Regions from separate parts of the Sus scrofa genome. Here regions 1 and 2 are each linked to region 3. Evidence: chromatin contacts called from public Hi-C data. All regions are on one chromosome and are shown on one strand. Each heading gives the region's core, a stretch centred on a gene start, on an enhancer-like site or on the middle of the called end of the contact. The rest is flanking DNA. Distances are from core to core; before and after follow the strand shown. Region 1 has its middle 160 kb from the start of CDH5. Region 2 has its middle 74 kb from the start of CDH5. Region 3 holds the start of LOC106507571.

Region 1 (3,478 bases), core at 541-3,040, 1.0 Mb before region 3:
TGTGACAAATGATGCTTCACAAAGTATGAAAAAGCTTGATTTGTTGGCAGCTCGATTAAAAATTGACATTTGATATCCTGTTTGGATTTGGGACCTAATGTATATTTAACAGGATCCAAAATTTGACTGTACATTACAGCATAAGAAACAGGCATACCTTGTTTTCAAGACCTGACATTTGACATAACCGAAATGCCTCTTAAAATGAAAACCGTTCTTTTAAGAGTAAATTTAGTGTTCTGTTTCCAAAACTCAACAAGAGAGAGGGTTTGCAAGCCTGTCTCCACTAATAAGAAAGCTTGGCTGTAGATGTTTTTTTATTTCTAATAAACACAAAAAGTCAATTGGACAGAACAGTTCCTCCCTCTTCTCTTTAGAAAATGACTTTTGAAGTTGTCGAGACGTCTTGATCCGTTCCTTTAGAATTCTGTTCAGGTGACTGCAGTTTCTAGACCTGGTTGAGAGGCTTTGCAGGTGAATTTGCAAGATTATCCTCCCTTGGCACTGCTCACGTGTCCCAACATCCCATAGGGAAGGGACCTGGGCCCCATGGCCCGCTGACCCCTGGCGACCTCTGCACAGGGGCCTGCCGTTGGAAGGCTTTTGACCCATTCTGCTTTAAAGCCAAACCCCCCTGCATTTCACTGATAATTTCGATTGTTGGTTTTTAAGGAATAAAACAGAAACAGGCAGTTTGTTTGTTGAGGGCTGACTTTCAGTAGTTCACAGCAATGAAGCTGCTCCGTTCCGTTTGAAACCTCACCCCAGAAGCATGTCATCTATGAATGGTTTACACCAGGTTCCCCACGAGTGTTTGGTGAGCGATGGGCAAGGGGGTGCCCCTTATCCCAGGATAAAGGGCTCTCTGCAGGGGACCCTGGTCCCTATGTGCGCCAAGGGGAGGGGTGCGCTGCAGTGTGGCAAACAGGCAGTTTTGCTATTATAATGACAGAGAATCTGGGAATGCATTTGCAAACCCTGGCTGGGATTGAACCCCCCCCCCCCAGTTGGAAGATGGTCCTGTGGACAGATGCTCCCTCCAACTCTTTGCTGGGTACGCTCTGCTTCCCTTTGGACATAGAATGCCCTGGATGGAGGCCTGATTTATTTCAGGATCTTTGTTTAGAAACTTTTCGGAAGCAGGAAGTACAGAATTTGGGGGTCTAATATGGACTGGGGGTCAGGACCCTGGATCTGTTCTTTCAGGGTTACTTTCTCTCTCTCTCTGCTTCACTTTCCTCATCTGCAAAACAAAGGCATAGAATTATTTGACCTTGAGTCAAGGTTCAGGATTTGGATTCTTTCTTAAGCGCAAAATTCCTTTCCCACCAATCTCATGGCAGAAGGATTTTAGGCAGCAATCAGTTTCCTTGAAAAAAAAAAAAAAAATCCCCTGGAGGGGTTTCTGTGGGAGCAAGAAACTGCTTGGAGAAAGGTTAAGGGAGAGGCCAGGCCACCAGGCATTCTCCCTGATGAATAAAGCTGGGTGAGCTGTGCCTCTAGGGGCACCAAGAGCTCCAGGAAATCTCTTTTACCCTCTTGCTGGTTTGAAGCTGTCATTTATGAACTTCCCTTTCTCTCCACGGGGAGGAGGGAACCAGAGACAAAAAGAAAGAGAGAGATTTGTGTCTTTTCAGCAGGATGAATGGATAGAGAAAGCCAGAATCGGACTGTAACGCAGAGTCTGGGCTCTGCTTTCTTAGGAACCAGAGCGGGGTCAGCTCTCTGGGGTGAAGGATTCCTGCTGGAATCTTCCAGACTCAGGAAGTGCTGGCTGCTGCCACCTTTGGTCTTACAACTGCAATTCTAGGTATGGCCTCTAGAGGGCGGGGGGAACCAAACTCCAGGGCACGGGACCGGAAGCCAGAGGATTTGTGGGGAGTTCTGGAAGTCTTGAATGGAGTTCCTGCAGGAGAGGGTCCCAGGAGCCAGGATTAGGTCCCTTGCCTTGAGATGGCAGCTGGGGAAATCGAAGTCTAGGGAAGGGAACTCGCTCAGGGTCAGACAGGATTAGAGAGAGAGCCAGGGAGGGGGCAAAAGTCTGCTGGCCCTGAGTTCAGGCCTTTTGCAAACCCTGGTGATGGGGAGGTGATGTGCTGGGGGGCGGGGGGATCTCCCTCAGCTGTCGCCTGTCAACCCCCTTTGTCAGTCACCTTGTCCGTGGTGAGGTGTTTTGGCCTTGAAGTCATCCCAAGAAACAAAGTAAATTCCCTTAGGGTAGAAACTCCCCAGGTTGAGACCTAAGAGCCTGCAGAAAATTTAGGAGTGATTTCTTTTTGTCTTTTGTCTTTTTATGGCCCCACCCGCAGCATATGGAGGTTCCCAGGCTAGGGGGTCTAATTGGAGCTCCAGCTGCCCGCCTACACCACAGCCACAGCAACGCGGGATCTGAGCTGCCTCTGCGACCTAAGCCACAGCTCACAGCAATGCCGGATCCTCAACCCACTGAGCGAGGCCAGGGATTGAACCCACAACCTCATGGTTCCTAGTCGGATTCGTTTCTGCTGTGCCACGACGGGAACTCCCGGAAGTGATCTTGATTTGGAAAAATCTGGGATTCCCTGGAGATGCAAGGCCTTCTGCTCCATTGTCAGCAGGGCACTGGTTCAGGGAAGACTCCCCAGAGGAGGTGACCCTTGAGCCTGAATTAAGAGATGAGCCTGTGTCAGGGAAGGGCCTTGGTGGCAGATGGCACAGCAGGAGCACAGTGGGACAGTTTGAAGCAAGTGCGTTGTAGAAGCGTGGGGCGAGGGGAGCTGCCGTGGCAGGGGTCATGCATGGTGGGCGCTGCACTCCCTACCAAGACGAGGTGCTTTTCTACACAGGCCACTGGGAGCCACAGAGCAACCTGGCTTAGAGAGATGAACTCGCTCCATGTCTGCCCCAAGAGAGTGTCCCTGCTGGCATTTGAAGAGCAGTTGGTTAAGAGCACGGATGCAGCCTCTCCACCCTCACAAACTTCTCCCCCACACGCTGGGCCATCATTCTCCCTAATAAAATAATATGAAGCTCAATTATGCTCCTGTTCCCATGTTCCTGGACTTCATTAAGCACTGAGGGATTAAAAACTTGTATAAATTAATCAATGTACTATAATCCTAAAAATTAGAAGATGAGTCCTTGAGGAAGTAATGTAATACGGGCTTTTTAATTAGCAGGGCCCCCGAGATTCACGGCTCTCCCCTGCAAGTCTCGTGTTTATGAATTGCGTCCTCATTCGCCGGGGAAGGCCCTGCAGACTCCAGCCTGCTCGAAGGAAATGCCAGAAACCCTGCTAATTCCCCGGGCTCCCACCCTCCTCAGAGCCGGAGCCGCAGGATGACAGAGCTGGCCTGGCTTTTCTTTATCCCTCCCAAATGAGAGCTCATTTTTAAAAAGAAACTCAGCAAAAGGATCTGGGGGGCGTGGGGGCGGGCAATGAAGCCACTTCCATCTGTCTTCCTGGCGTGTGGGATGCAGAGGAGAGATTTTGGAGATG
Region 2 (3,386 bases), core at 657-3,156, 1.1 Mb before region 3:
CTGTCATCCAAGTCCTGGGCCTGGAGCCGATTCCTCTCCAGGGAATAGGGAAAGACCCTGGAGCCATGGCTAGTCTCTTTCAGGGACTGTGGACACAGATTCAAATGTGATGTCCCTTTATTGCTCCTCTGCGGAGAGGAGGTAGAGGGACCTCCGTCAGGGGCACCACCTCTGTCCCTGCTGGGCTTCTCCTTGAGTGAGTGCTGTATTTCCATTAAGCTGGCAAAGCAGTAAAAATCATTTCTTTCTGAACAGGGGGCTTACACATTCATACTTTTGAAGGCATCTATAAAAAAATGGAAAGGGTGCAAAAGCATGAATCTCCCTCCATTCCAGACCCCAGCTTCCCACTTCCTCTTCCTGGAGGCAGTGATCCTGACCAGCTTCCCCACAGCATCTTGGATGCTCTGTGCACGTTAAAGCCTATGTGGCCATACATCTCCTCTTAAATGCAGAGCGCATTAGACAGCCAGCTCCAGCCCTTTCCTTTGACTCAAAAATATATATATAAAAAAAAGTCTTCGAGACTGTTTCGTATCTGTATGAGGTTGATCTGTCTCCAGCTGAGTAGTTAAAAGCCTGGCTCTGGGGACACTGCTCATGCTTGAATCAGGGTCCATCATTTACTAGCTGGCGACTGTGGGCAAATTGCTTAACCATTTTTTTTGCTCCACTCTCCTCATTTAAAAAACAAAGGTAATAATACTTATTTCATGAAGTCATCATGAGGATTCAAAAACAAAAACGCTCCACACAGGCCCTGGTATGCAGTAAATGCTCAATAAATGATAATTATCAAATCATCCCCTCATTGACTTTAATTCTGAAAAATCACAATGTAAACTTGACAACCCCCCTTACCACCCCCCCCGCGCCTTGTAGAGATGCCATGGCAAAGACACAGGTGCCAAGACCCCTCTTACTTACATCTTGGCTTTGCCACTTGCCAGCTTTGTGCTCGTGAAGAAGTGACTTTTCAACCTCTCTGAGCCTCTGTCTAACCCGTCTGCAGGATGTGAGTAACCATATAACCCCTGCAGGGGTGTTGGAGGGTCAGAGGAGATCCTGGCCACAAAGGCACTGGGAGCAGTGCCTGCCTGTGATACGGGTGACAGTACTACTGGTGACAAGGGCAGTCAGTAGCCTCTGAGCATCTACCATGTGCCTGCCATGAGACGTGTGTGGTCTCACCTGGGTCCCCAGGAACACCATTCTGTCCTTCTTTGAGCACCTGCCACTTACCTGGCACTGTTCTGTGTGTTCTGTGCTTCCCCCTGACACAGCTACTGTATTATCTCCATTTTAGTCAAAAGACTGAGGCTCAGAGAGGTTAGGTCACTTGCATAAGATCACACAGCTGATAAAAATCTGGTTTAGTGCATGTCTGTCTCCAGACCTGGAGCCTAATGGGCTACACCTTGTCACTCACTGGGGCTCAGAGGAGGCTGCTTCAGCACGCCCCCCTCCTCCTCTTCCCTCCCACCCCCTTTCCTCTCCCCTCCCATCCCCACCTCCTTCCTCCTCTTAATCCTTCTTTTCTCCTCTCCTTTGTTAATTTCTCTCTTCCCTTAAGTCCTCCTTCCCCTTTGCCAGGACTCTGGAGGTCTGGGTGCCCTCTGGGGGGCCATCAGAGAGAAATATAACAAGCAGCCCCCTCCCTTCAAGGGGCTGCCCTACCCCAGGGCTGCGGGAAAGGGTGTGTGTGTGTGTGTGTGTGTGTGTGTGTGTGTGTGTTCCTCCTGCATGTTTGCCTGCACATACGTGCTGCCTGGGGACACGGATCCGCTCGAATAGTTGTCGTTTATGTGCGATCCATGTCCGGAAAGGCGGCAAGTCCTTTACAATTGCTCTGCGGAGGCAGGAAGGACAGGAAGCAGGAGCAGGTGTGGTTGTGTGGGAGGCAGCTCCCCAGTCCCGACCGCCCTCCTCCAGGGCCCCGCCTGCGCAGCGGAGGGATCCCTGGTGCCCAAGCCCCTTCTCTGCCCACAGATGTGGCTGCCCAGTTGGCCCTGCCGGCCCAAGCCTCTGCCCACAGGCTGTGTGCCCGGGGCTGGAGGAGGCTGTGGACTCACCCACCTGCCTTTCCCCTGTGGCTTCCGAGCTCCGGATATTTCTGAGCTCCTTGGGCTTATCTGGAAATGGGGCTCATAAGATCTGAATTTGGGTGGATGAGGAGTGAGCTTGGGCTGGCTCAGCAGAGCCTGGGGAAGGGTTTCCTGTCGTGGGTTGAGAGGAATGTCTCAGGGTGGTGGGGGCTGGGGGTCCCTGGCAGGGTCCTTGCCGCCAGGCTCTCCGCTGGCCGCCAGGGCAGGTCCTGGCCACGCACCTCGCACATCTGGAAGCAGTTGTCTCCAGCTGCCGGGCGGGGCTCAGGCTGCGGTCAGGGCTGGCTGCCCGTGCTTTGGAGACCTCGGACCCTCAGACATCCCCTCGGAGCAGGGAGGGGAGACTGGGAGAGGGAAGGGAACGGGATACAGGGGGAGTCGGGGGCGAGGGCTGTCTTTTTGTTCTGAAGAACCTTTTGGCTTTTCCCAACACATCAGAAAATCTGGCCGGGAAACTGTTTTTCTTCTGGTCCCACCCATGTCTAAATCAGGCAAACCTGAGCACACATCTGTTTTTGTTTCTAAAGGAATCAAAGGGAGTCCAGGCCTGTACGGGGTCCTAAAAATACATGTTGAAAACTGCTCGTGTTCCACCCTCTCCCGTGAAAGTTTTGTTTCCATGACTTAAAAATTTCCAGCAAGTTGCCATCTCTGCTCTGACCTTCGGCGGCAGTGGGCCTTGTTAAATAGGCCGGAGTCTCCAAAATCGCTGGGGGGCTGGGGTTGAAATGGGTTGGTCTTTGGTCACAGGACATGGTGGAACCGTCTAGTTCTGCGTCCTCATCTTATAGCTGGAGAAACCACCCCAGAGAAAGTCCAACAGCCCGAATGGTCCCTGAAATGACACGATGTGGGAGGGCCCCTGCCCACCCCCAGAGGACAGACCGGAAAGCATCTTATTTGCCACCATGGAGCGTGTGTAGCCTGTGCAGAATGTGGAGACTTTATGGTGAGAGGCGTGGGGGCTGGCCGAGGGTGGGCCTGCCTCTGTACCCCAGGGTTGGGGTCTCCCAGCTCACTTTCCTGCTGAGTGTTGTGGGTGTCACTCGCCTGGGCCCTCAGCTCCCCATCTGAAAATTATAAGAGTTGTAACCATACTGACATGTGTCATTGAAGGAGCATTTACTATGCACACTTCTTGCATTTCATCCCATTTGAAACGATAGCCCTTTTGGGTGGGTCCTAGTGCTGGCTCCACTCTGCAGATGAGCAAACTGAGGCTCCGGCAGGTTACGTGACTCCACCAAGATGTGGAGTCAGGTGTTGGGCCCAGGTGGCCAG
Region 3 (3,179 bases), core at 210-2,709:
GTTGTCTTGGATACACTCCCAGGCATAAAACTGTTGGGTTACACAAAGGATTATTGACTGCTGCAATACACTGGGCTCAATCTGACTCAAGGTGAGCAACGTCAGTGGCAATCTACCAAGCAATTTTTAACATTTAAAAAATTTGCTGATTCTATCATTCATGAAAAAGACAGTCTTAAAGAAAAAACAAAACCACCACCACTGCCACCACCATCACCAAACAACTGCTGTCACTGAACCAAAACAAAGGACACATTACAAATAATGTCAGGTTACATGTGACCAGGCTCATTCTTGGACGTTCCTCCAAAATGGAGTTAATGAAACTTCTCACTCATCAATCAACCCCTTAATCATCAATGAATCCCAGGTATCTCCGTATAGGTGCAATTAGACTGAAGGGCCCTTCACCTTCCCTTCCTGTTTACACTTTCACTTAGGTGGAAAGCATGAGAAAATTCAGACAGCCATTACTAGACAAACGGGAGCAAAATCCAAGTGTCTCTGAGGGAGAGTGGGACCCTCGTCCTCTCTCTCCTGTGTATCTTCATTTATAAGCGGAATCATGGAAGTCAAAGCACCCCATCACCATGCTCTGCTCCTTGAGAGTGTGGGGGACCTTGGCAATGGCCTAGGACATATTCAAAGTTTTAGGGCTTACAGCAGACAGAAGTGGCAGATAAATATATACAGGAGCAGAGAGGTTGAGAGGAAGCAAACAGTGTGTGGAAGGGTCTCCCCCAGGGTCAGGGACCAACCTGAGAAGAGGCAGGCACCGTGTCCCACTCATCCGGCTCTCTGGGAAAGCGCTTAGCCTCGTGGGCCTAGGGAGTGCCTATCAAAGCACCCACAAGTTTGCGGCCAGGGTGGGAGTACCTAAGGCCCAGAGGCTTGTCTCCTTCTGACCTTTGGGAGGTAAGGGGATGGAGGAGGGGCGGGCGCACAGAGGCACAAGGGAACCAACAACAGGAAACTCAGCGCCCCCACATTCAGCAGTTTAAAAACCACGGCCTCACCGGGTGCTAAAGACGCGGAGGTAGCAGCAACCTCCGACTCAGGGATCCCGGAGCGTCTGGAATCACGAGGGCTCGCGGGGGTGGGGGCGTGGTGCCTGGATGGCCCCGCCCCGCCCGCCGCCCCTGCGCGCAGCCTGGCGCTGCGTGAGAACCCGAGGGCTCTGTGTCTCGCGGACCCATGCGCCAGCGGCTTGGAGACCAAGGGCAGGCTTTGGCTACCAGCACTCTCCCCCCACTACCCGGTTTCCTTTCCCATTTGCCCGCTGAGGCTTTTTCTTCCTTCTTCGTTCTTTTAACGTTAACTCCTCCGTCCCTCTTCTCCCCTCTCGCTCCCCTCTCCCTCCGCATCCTCTTCCCTTTCTGCCCGGGCCGTCACTCCTTTTCCGTCCTCGTCTCCGTCCGTCCTGGCATTTCTTTACCCCGTTATGCATTTGCTTGTTCATCGTGCCTCCACTTCTGCTTTTTTCGCCATCTCCCACCCGAAAAACTTGTTCCAGCTAGGGGTTCCCACCAGGCCACAGTTGCTCCCCTCTACCCTAGGGACGGCGGTGTTTGCGGGTTCCAACTCCGCTCCCCGAAGCACGAGCGCCCCGCCCAGTCCCTGGCGTGATTCTGAAGCCCTGTCCCCGCCAGCCTTTTCTCCCATCTACTCCGCGTGGGCAGGAAGCAGGCCCGGGACCCCTTTCTCCGTCGGGTCTTCCTCCTGGGATGCAGGGGAAGACCCAGGGAGGATTTGGGCACTGCCCCCCCCCCACCAGGCCCAGTCTCCCGCAGAACCGCACTCTCCACGGAGCGGGTCGGGCAGCCAGTGAAGCGAAGGGGCGGGAGGCAACAAGTGTCGATACGTGCGGCCGGAGGGGCGGCGGCGGGGGGGTGCTGTACCTGCTTGAAGCTGGAGTCAAGGGTGGGGTGGCGGGCGCCAGGCTGACCCTGGCTAAGCACTCCAGGCACCCCCTTCCTTACAAGTGGCATTGGGGATGGAGGGGGAGGGAAAGCTGGGAGAGAATGGAGACGTGGCTCTTCCGAAGTCCGAAGTCTCCCTCCCTCAGGTTTCCCCACCCGCACCCCAAGCTGAGTTTGCTAGGGATGGGTAGAGGGGGCAGGGCAGAAGCTGACGACGTGGAGAGATCTCTGGAAGGTGGGGTGAGGAAGAGCAATTCCCATTTGCCTCCCCCACTTGAGCGATGCTTCCCCCCTACCCACCACCCAGGCCTCCTGGGCAAGGGCCCAGCCTGACCAGCTGGAGCGGATTTGGGCGAAGGAGGAAAAAGGGGCTCCCGAGCCCTCCCCAGCTTCCCTCTGCCGCCCTCCTTGATTGGTTGTGCGTCTCTTGAGCCCAACTTCAGTCGCTCTAGACTCCGTCTGAAACCCAGGGGAGCCAGAGTTCGGCGACCCAGGGCGGGAGGAGGTGGCCACGAATCCCGGGGTTTGCATCCCAGGGGTCCCTGGAGGGAGGGGCGCGGACGGGCCAGCCCCCGCAGACTCCGCGAGGCCCAGCTAGCCGCGTCTCGCGGCCTCGGCTCCTCTCCGCCCCCCGCCCTTTCATTCCCTCCCAGCGGCGGCCTCCCTCCTCCTCCCCCAGCCCCCCCCCACCGCCCGCCACCTCCCCCCGGTTTCTCATTCCTGCCACTAGCGCGCTCGGCGGCTCATTCCGCGGCCGCCGCCAGCCGAGGGGAGCGTCGCGAGCAGATGCCGCGGGGGCAGCTCGCAGCCGCCGCCGACTTGTGAATGGGACCCGGACTGGGGCCGGGGCTGACACCACTGCGCTCGCCCTGCGCCAGGGACCGACGGCCCGCAGCTCGCGCCCAACCTCCAGGGCCCCAGGTGAGGCGCGCCGCCAGTGCCTTCTCTCGCCTCGATAGGGCTTCGGGGGCGGTGGGGGGGGGGGTTGTCTCTGGATAAGAATGTCTGGGGGGGGAGGTCTGACTTGAGAAGGTTTCACTAATGCAAAACAGAATCGGAGAGAAGGGCGGAGGTAAGAGATTTGTTTAAAAATCAAAAAGGAAGAAGAGAGCCAGCTGTGGGCGCGGGCGGCGCAGGGGGCAGAGGCGCCAGATGTGCGCTCCAACCTCTACCCCGGCTCCAGCTTCCTCTGGGGTCTGCTCCGAGGCCGGGGGAGAGGGGCTTTGCACCCGGCTATAACTAGGGGCTGCAGAGCTGCGC

Evidence for each region. A called contact is a pair of places that touch in the nucleus more often than the background predicts.
Region 1: a contact with region 3 is called in a Hi-C map of retroperitoneal adipose tissue, with 2.3 times the contacts expected there. The contact joins the enhancer-like site here to the promoter of LOC106507571 in region 3. A contact is called at or near these places in 7 of 47 Hi-C or Micro-C datasets (embryonic fibroblasts, fetal heart ventricle, fetal skeletal muscle and 4 more).
Region 2: a Hi-C map of subcutaneous adipose tissue shows a contact between it and region 3, with 2.8 times the contacts expected there. The contact joins the enhancer-like site here to the promoter of LOC106507571 in region 3. A contact is called at or near these places in 12 of 47 Hi-C or Micro-C datasets (brain, embryonic fibroblasts, fetal heart ventricle and 8 more) and 1 of 2 datasets of contacts at active chromatin or transcription factors (skeletal muscle).

What each region holds. Positions count from the first base shown.
Region 1 is chr6:26,945,028-26,948,505 of Sscrofa11.1, reverse strand. No RefSeq gene overlaps it. Among named protein-coding and RNA genes, the nearest start is that of CDH5, 160 kb to the left of the region's middle. Within about 2 kb of position 1,790, at least 29 of the 83 cell types and tissues checked have an H3K27ac peak or open chromatin away from gene starts, as enhancers often do. A contact at or near this core is called in omental adipose tissue, retroperitoneal adipose tissue and subcutaneous adipose tissue, where this site is marked.
Region 2 is chr6:27,033,206-27,036,591 of Sscrofa11.1, reverse strand. No RefSeq gene overlaps it. Among named protein-coding and RNA genes, the nearest start is that of CDH5, 74 kb to the left of the region's middle. Within about 2 kb of position 1,906, at least 19 of the 83 cell types and tissues checked have an H3K27ac peak or open chromatin away from gene starts, as enhancers often do. A contact at or near this core is called in embryonic fibroblasts, omental adipose tissue, retroperitoneal adipose tissue and 2 more, where this site is marked.
Region 3 is chr6:25,933,122-25,936,300 of Sscrofa11.1, reverse strand. LOC106507571 reads right to left here and starts at 1,459. Exons shown (of 8, transcript XM_021097535.1): 1 at 1,436-1,459; 2 at 1,017-1,251. The coding sequence starts at 1,459. It also overlaps a transcript of CDH11 not described here.